Linked DNA regions of Pan troglodytes: region 1 is linked to region 2. A link is a contact called in public Hi-C data. All regions are on one chromosome and are shown on one strand. Each heading gives the region's core, a stretch centred on a gene start, on an enhancer-like site or on the middle of the called end of the contact. The rest is flanking DNA. Distances are from core to core; before and after follow the strand shown.

What was found. Hi-C and Micro-C count contacts between places; a contact is called where the count stands out from the background.
Region 1: a contact with region 2 is called in a Hi-C map of induced pluripotent stem cells, with 1.8 times the contacts expected there. The contact joins two enhancer-like sites. A contact is called at or near these places in 3 of 7 Hi-C or Micro-C datasets (induced pluripotent stem cells and stem cell-derived neural progenitor cells).

What each region holds. Positions count from the first base shown.
Region 1 is chr16:91,524,714-91,528,211 of NHGRI_mPanTro3-v2.0_pri, forward strand. It overlaps MEF2A (myocyte enhancer factor 2A), which reads left to right. Exons shown (of 11, transcript XM_016927526.4): 11 at 1,503-3,498. The coding sequence ends at 1,872. Among named protein-coding and RNA genes, the nearest start is that of LYSMD4, 21 kb to the right of the region's middle. Within about 2 kb of position 1,723, at least 9 of the 24 cell types and tissues checked have an H3K27ac peak or open chromatin away from gene starts, as enhancers often do. A contact at or near this core is called in induced pluripotent stem cells, where this site is marked.
Region 2 is chr16:91,221,902-91,224,957 of NHGRI_mPanTro3-v2.0_pri, forward strand. No RefSeq gene overlaps it. Among named protein-coding and RNA genes, the nearest start is that of MEF2A, 160 kb to the right of the region's middle. Within about 2 kb of position 1,395, at least 6 of the 24 cell types and tissues checked have an H3K27ac peak or open chromatin away from gene starts, as enhancers often do. A contact at or near this core is called in induced pluripotent stem cells, where this site is marked.

The DNA of each region.
Region 1 (3,498 bases), core at 473-2,972, 300 kb after region 2:
GATACAAGTGTCGGGAGAAAATATTTTCTTACATGGCTCTAGACAGTAGCTTGGATACTGACAAACTAGGCATTCCTTGAAGGGATTTGGGGAGCAAGGCTTCTCCCATAGGGACATCCTGAGGTAGAGAGACTCAACCAGGATCTGAAGGGGTCTGAAGGCACAGATACCACCCACATGCACCATCCTTCTGCCCTCTGACCAGTGATGAAGCTGCCTGCTGCACCCCTGCCCCCAAGCACCTGCCTCTGGCTGCACTGCTTGAAAGGCAGCCTGTAGGCATTCAGGACCCCCTGCCACCCTTGCCATTGACTGCTTCGGTGAGTATCTGTAGACAAGAATAGGAAGACAAGCTGGACCTGTTGCTTTCTCCCTGGGCCACAGGGAAGGAAAACTGGGGACAGGGTGTCTTATATATCAGTCAGGCTCCATAGGATTTGTGTGACTGATCCCAGCCCAATGCACACACCAAACCTCATTCACAAAGAGAACGTTCCCTATGGGCAGGCTGTAAGGATATAAGCAAAGAGAATTTACAGTGGCGCCCAGATGAGGCCAGACATCCCTGACAGCAGGGAGAAAGAACAGGGCTTTTGTGGAACCAGGATGACAGCAGACCCATGGAGCAGTTGGAGGAGAGTGTCCCAAGAGAGGGGACAACATAGCAGACCCAGCTGGCCTCCATGAAGACTGGCTGCCTTGCCTGTGCTCTGGGCAGTAGGAATACCCCAGGCCCCTAGCCTCTGCCCAGGAAGTCCCCAGAGAGCCTGAGCTCAGCAGTCCCTTTCCCTCATCCATTCTGAAGTAACTGCACAGTGAGGATGGTTGTCAGTGGTCTTCTTAGGAATTATGTCATGGAAAAAGCAGCAGAGTATCTCAGGGAAATTTGCCTACACAGGATTTGGCCCTCAGGCCTATCCTGAGCATCCTAAATGAATGCACTAGAAATGGTCCTGGAAAAGCAAGTGGAAAGGGCTCAGAGCCCAGGCCTGGGGAACAGCCTGCTTGCATCCTCCTCTACTGCTCTCAGCCAGCTCCTCATTTCCTCCTCTGGAAAATGGGGTGGTATGACTTGCACCTTCGAGGTGTTGCGAGGATGAGCGATGTTGTGCCCTGTCACAGGGCCAGAGCAGTTGGGGAGCAGATGCTGAGGAAGAAGAGGCAGTGAGCAGATGAGGCTGCTGTTCCTCTGTCTTTCTGGTCCCTGCACAGCATTAAGACACTGACATTGTTTCGTATACTTTAGCTGCAAAAGTACCAACGTTGTGGGTAACAGAACCAAGTAACGTAAGGGCTCAACGGTACTGTTTTCTTTCCTCCTAGGAAGATGGGATTTCCTTTTGTGCCAAGCACTGAAGGAAACGACCCAAACCAGTCTTGGGGAACTCTGATAAGATTTCAGACTCTGGGCCCTTTTCCATCAGGCAGTGTCTCTACTGTATCATCCCAGTTTTGCAGAGGTACTTGCAAGCCATCTGACCTCTCTCTTTTTTTTCCTTCAGTGCTGGAGGGCAGTTATCTCAGGGTTCCAATTTATCCATTAATACCAACCAAAACATCAACATCAAGTCCGAACCGATTTCACCTCCTCGGGATCGTATGACCCCATCGGGCTTCCAGCAGCAGCAGCAGCAGCAGCCGCCGCCGCCACCGCAGCCCCAGCCACAACCCCCGCAGCCCCAGCCCCGACAGGAAATGGGGCGCTCCCCTGTGGACAGTCTGAGCAGCTCTAGTAGCTCCTATGATGGCAGTGATCGGGAGGATCCACGGGGCGACTTCCATTCTCCAATTGTGCTTGGCCGACCCCCAAACACTGAGGACAGAGAAAGCCCTTCTGTAAAGCGAATGAGAATGGACGCGTGGGTGACCTAAGGCTTCCAAGCTGATGTTTGTACTTTTGTGTTACTGCAGTGACCTGCCCTACATATCTAAATCGGTAAATAAGGACATGAGTTAAATATATTTATATGTACATACATATATATATATCCCTTTACATATATATGTATGTGGGTGTGAGTGTGTGTGTATGTGTGGGTGTGTGTTACATACACAGAATCAGGCACTTACCTGCAAACTCCTTGTAGGTCTGCAGATGTGTGTCCCATGGCAGACAAAGCACCCTGTAGGCACAGACAAGTCTGGCACTTCCTTGGACTACTTGTTTCATAAAGATAACCAGTTTTTGCAGAGAAACGTGTACCCATATATAATTCTCCCACACTAGCTTGCAGAAACCTAGAGGGCCCCCTACTTGTTTTATTTAACTGTGCGGTGACTGTAGTTACTTAAGAGAAAATGCTTTGTAGAACAGAGCAGTGGAAAAGCAGGAACCAAGAAAGCAATACTGTACATAAAATGTCATTTATATTTTCCAACCTGGCATGGGTGTCTGTTGCAAAGGGTTGCATGGGAAAGGGCTGTTGATATTAAAAACAAACAAAACAAAAAAGCCCCACACATAACTGTTTTGCACGTGCAAAAATGTATTGGGTCAAGAAGTGATCTTTAGCTAATAAAGAAAGAGAATAGAAAACACGCATGAGATATTCAGAAAATACTAGCCTAGAAATATAGAGCATTAACAAAGTAAAATTAATATATTAAGTTATAATTGGAATATGTCAGAAGTTTCTTTTTACATTCATATCTTAAAAATTAAAGAAACTGATTTTAGCTCATGTATATTTTATATGAAAGAAAACACCCTTATGAATTGATGACTATATATAAAATTATATTCACTACTTTTGAACACATTCTGCTATGAATTATTTATATAAGCCAAAGCTATATGTTGTAACTTTTTTTTAGAGAATAGCTTTATCTTGGTTTAACTCTTTAGTTTTATTTTAAGAGGGGAAAACAAAAATATCTTGCAAGCAGAACCTTGGAAAAAAAAAGCCATGAACACTTATTCTAAATGTAAATTAAAAGTTGAGCCAAACTCTTTGTGTATATAGCATCTTAAATATATTATCACCTTTGATGTAAGTACCTATGTATTGTATGGTCACCAGATTAAAAAGTATATTTTTGTGGATTGCCGCCAATTTGGGGGGAAAAGGCGAGGTCCTTTATTAAGTATTCACTGTTTAATATTTACTATTTTGTTAAATATACTGTACTTTGGATTTTAATTATTAGCCCAGTTTTTTCAGAGGATTGTATAAAGGGGTTTCTCCCCTCACTGGTGGTGAATGTGTGATGTTACATTGTAATCTTTGTGCCGTATGGGTTGAGCATCATTATATATTTTGTATGTGTACATAAATAGCAAAGTGGCAAAAAAAATTGGTGTTAAGTTCATCCTGCATAAGTATAAAATGTGTTGTAACAGATTTTATAAGGCATTATTTAAAACTTGCCTTTTGTGAGGAAAAAATGTAGTAGAAAAAGCTGACCTAATTTAATTAATATTAGAGAAAATGGCAAAATAGTAGATGAGCACAAAGGTTTTATAAGTGGTAAATGATTAGGGGAAAATACTCGTGGGGA
Region 2 (3,056 bases), core at 145-2,644:
CCCTGCTTCCCATTTGCAGACCTCTCGAGCCCTGGACTCCGATTCAGAAGGGCTGGGCTTTGAGGACCTAGCCCTGCAGCCAGAGAACCACAGAAGCTGCTGAGGGAGCGTTGAGACTTCCTGTAGGCTGATGAGGCTGACTCTGGAGGTGACGGTCCCCAGGTCCTAGTCACTGGCACCACCACATTCTGCTGCCCCTGAAGTCCAGAGCCACCTTTGCCCTGGAGGGGGCACAGCTTTGCAGCTAGATGGCATGTGTTTGCCCCCAGCCCTGCCATGCCCCTCAGCCTCTCTAAGCCTCATTTCCTGATCTTATAAAGGGAGACGACGAAGAGATTCTCCTCGGATTTTTTTAAGGAATAATATAATGAAATGTGCCTGGTATATGACAAGGCCTCAAAAGGAAACCTTCTCCCCATTCCCCGCCATCCCCCAAACTCTGCCCACTCCCTCCTGCCCACTCCCTCCCTCTCTTGGGTGTGGCTCAGTATTTATCTTCACTCCCTGGAGCTGAGTTGGCTGGAGGGAGAGGGGTGCTATAGGAAAGCCCTCCTCCTGTCCCCAGAGAGATAGCATTCCCAAGGGGCTGATTCCAGCCTCCGCTCACATCACACTCCTGCCAAGCCTGCGGCCTCCTTTTTTCTCCTTATGGCTCGAAGCCCAGTTTTGGAGACATTTGGCTCCGATGCACTTCTAAGTGCTGAGACAAGTTACTTGGATGCCTTTAAACCCAAAACAAGGTCAGACATCAAACCACATCTCGCTGTGCAGCCAGGCTTCCACTCCCAGCTGCCCCAGGGAGGTGGTGGAAAGAATAAACAATATTAATGGTGGAGCTAATATTGTGCCCACCCAGCCTCCAGGCCCTTCACCAGCTGCAGCCGCTCTTGCTGATGGTAGTCTGGGGTCTCTCTTTATTTTCTATATGTTTGCACTCGTAAATGTTGCGCATCTTATATAGTATGGTTTTGTGGGCATTGCACGGATAATATTGTTCTTCAACTGTGCTTTCACTTACTTAGCATTGCTGAGATGAGGCCCTGTGGATAAGTTTTGTGCATGGTTCCCCTGAGCTCCTGGCTGCCGCCTGTCCTCCCCAGAAATGGCCAGCATTTGCTGACTCTGAGGCAGTGTCTGGCCAAGGAGTGCCTTTCCTTCCAGAGCACAACACGATCACTTTAATGATAATGTCACTTAAAGATATAAAAAAACAAGGCACATTTGCCTGATTTGAAGCTGAGAGCATATTCTGTATGCTGGTTTAGGGCTGCAGAAAAGTTTTTGGTGCCAGTGACACATACACAGCACTGTGTCCTGATCTGGGTCATGGTGACGGCCGTGGCACCCTGAAAAGCACCTAGCACCTAATACTGGCAAGGGGTAGAGGGAGCTCCAGAGCCAGGGCTGGGCTGGAGATTGCTGCTCTTCCTGCTCCTCCCGTGTCCCCAGCTGCCAGAGGGAAGCTGCTGCCTTCCTGTTTAAAGGCATCTTAAATCTGTGCTCATCAAAAGCATCACCCAGGGCCGGGCATGGTGGCTGACGCCTGTAATCCCAGCACTTTGAGGGGCCGAGGCCAGCGAATCACCCAAGGTCAGGAGTTCAAGACCAGCCTGGCCAACATGGTGAAACCCCGTCTTTACTAAAAATACAAAAAAATTAGCCAGGCATGGTGGCGGGCGTCTGTAATCCCAGCTACTCAGGAGGCTGAGGCAGGAGAATTGCTTGAACCCAGGAGGCGGAGGTTGCAGTGAGCTGAAATCACACCACTGCACCCCAGCCTGGGTGACACGAGTGAGACTGTGTCTTAAAAAAAAAAAAAAAAAAAAGGCATCACCCAGAACATGGGCCTGATGGGCACCCTGGATGCCACCCCAGCAGCCACCTGGTGAGTGGGGCCCCACTTAATGGGAGGCCTTCTAGAACAGCTCTATTGTAAATGCCCCCTCTGCAAGCTGTAGGTTATGGGCAGGGGACCTCGGTGCCTGCCTGGTGCTGTGTGAGAGGCTGCTGTGCCCATCAGGAACAGAGGTGGGCTGGATGTCAGCCTCCAGTGCCCATAACACATCCCTTTCTTCACCTGGGGCTGTTTGTCTGAGATGTGAGTCAAACCTACCCTCAGATGGCTTCATAAATATAAAATTGACAGAGTGGCCTGGTGCAGTCACTGCTCACACCTATAATTCCAGCACTTTGGGAGGCTGAGGCGGGTGGATCACTTGAGGCCAGGAGTTTGAGACCAGCCTGACCAATATGGTGAAACCCCATCTCTACTAGAAAGAAAATAGAAAAATTAGCCTGGTGCGGTGGCACATGCCTGTAATCCTAGCTATTTGGGAGGCTGAGGCAAGAGAATTGCTTGAACCTGGGAGGCGGAGGTTGCAGGGAGCTGAGATCGCACCACTGCACTCCAGGATGGGTGACAGAATGAGACTCTGTCTCAAAAAAAAAAAATTAAATAAATAAAAAAAACAAATAAAATAAACCAAAGCTATGGTTTCCCAAGGGTCTCTGAAGACCTAGTCAACCTTGGGGAGGTGGCCCACAACAGAGGGGTTCCATCTCCAGCCATCACCACTCTGCATCAGGTAAGGTGCCAAGTGCAGGCCAGCCAGGATGCATCCTAAAGGAAGGATCCATGTTAGGACACAGCCACCAGTCAGCCTAGCTGCCCAGCCCTAAGGCAAAGGCCCACAGAGTTTGATTTTCTGGTGTTTGACTAATGTCCTCTCGTTTTAGAGCTCGGGTTCCTCTGCTGTTGTCCACCAGCTCCCTCCCCTCTCCCCAGGCCTGCCCCAAGCATCCCTGGGCCAGGGCTGAGCCTGACTGGCCAAGCAGCATCCCACTGTCTTGGGCACTGTGATTGGTGGAGGAATCCAGGCTTGAGCCAGTCAGCACAGGCATTACCCTGGGCCCCAGAGTTGCAGCTCCAGTGGCTTCGAGGTGGGCGTGTGACCTAGTTTGAGACAGTGAGATGTGAAAATGGTTCCTTGCTCTTCAGAGTGAGCCAAGGAAAGAAACACCTCCCTTGTCTCTGGACATCTGGGCGGGTTTGAGGC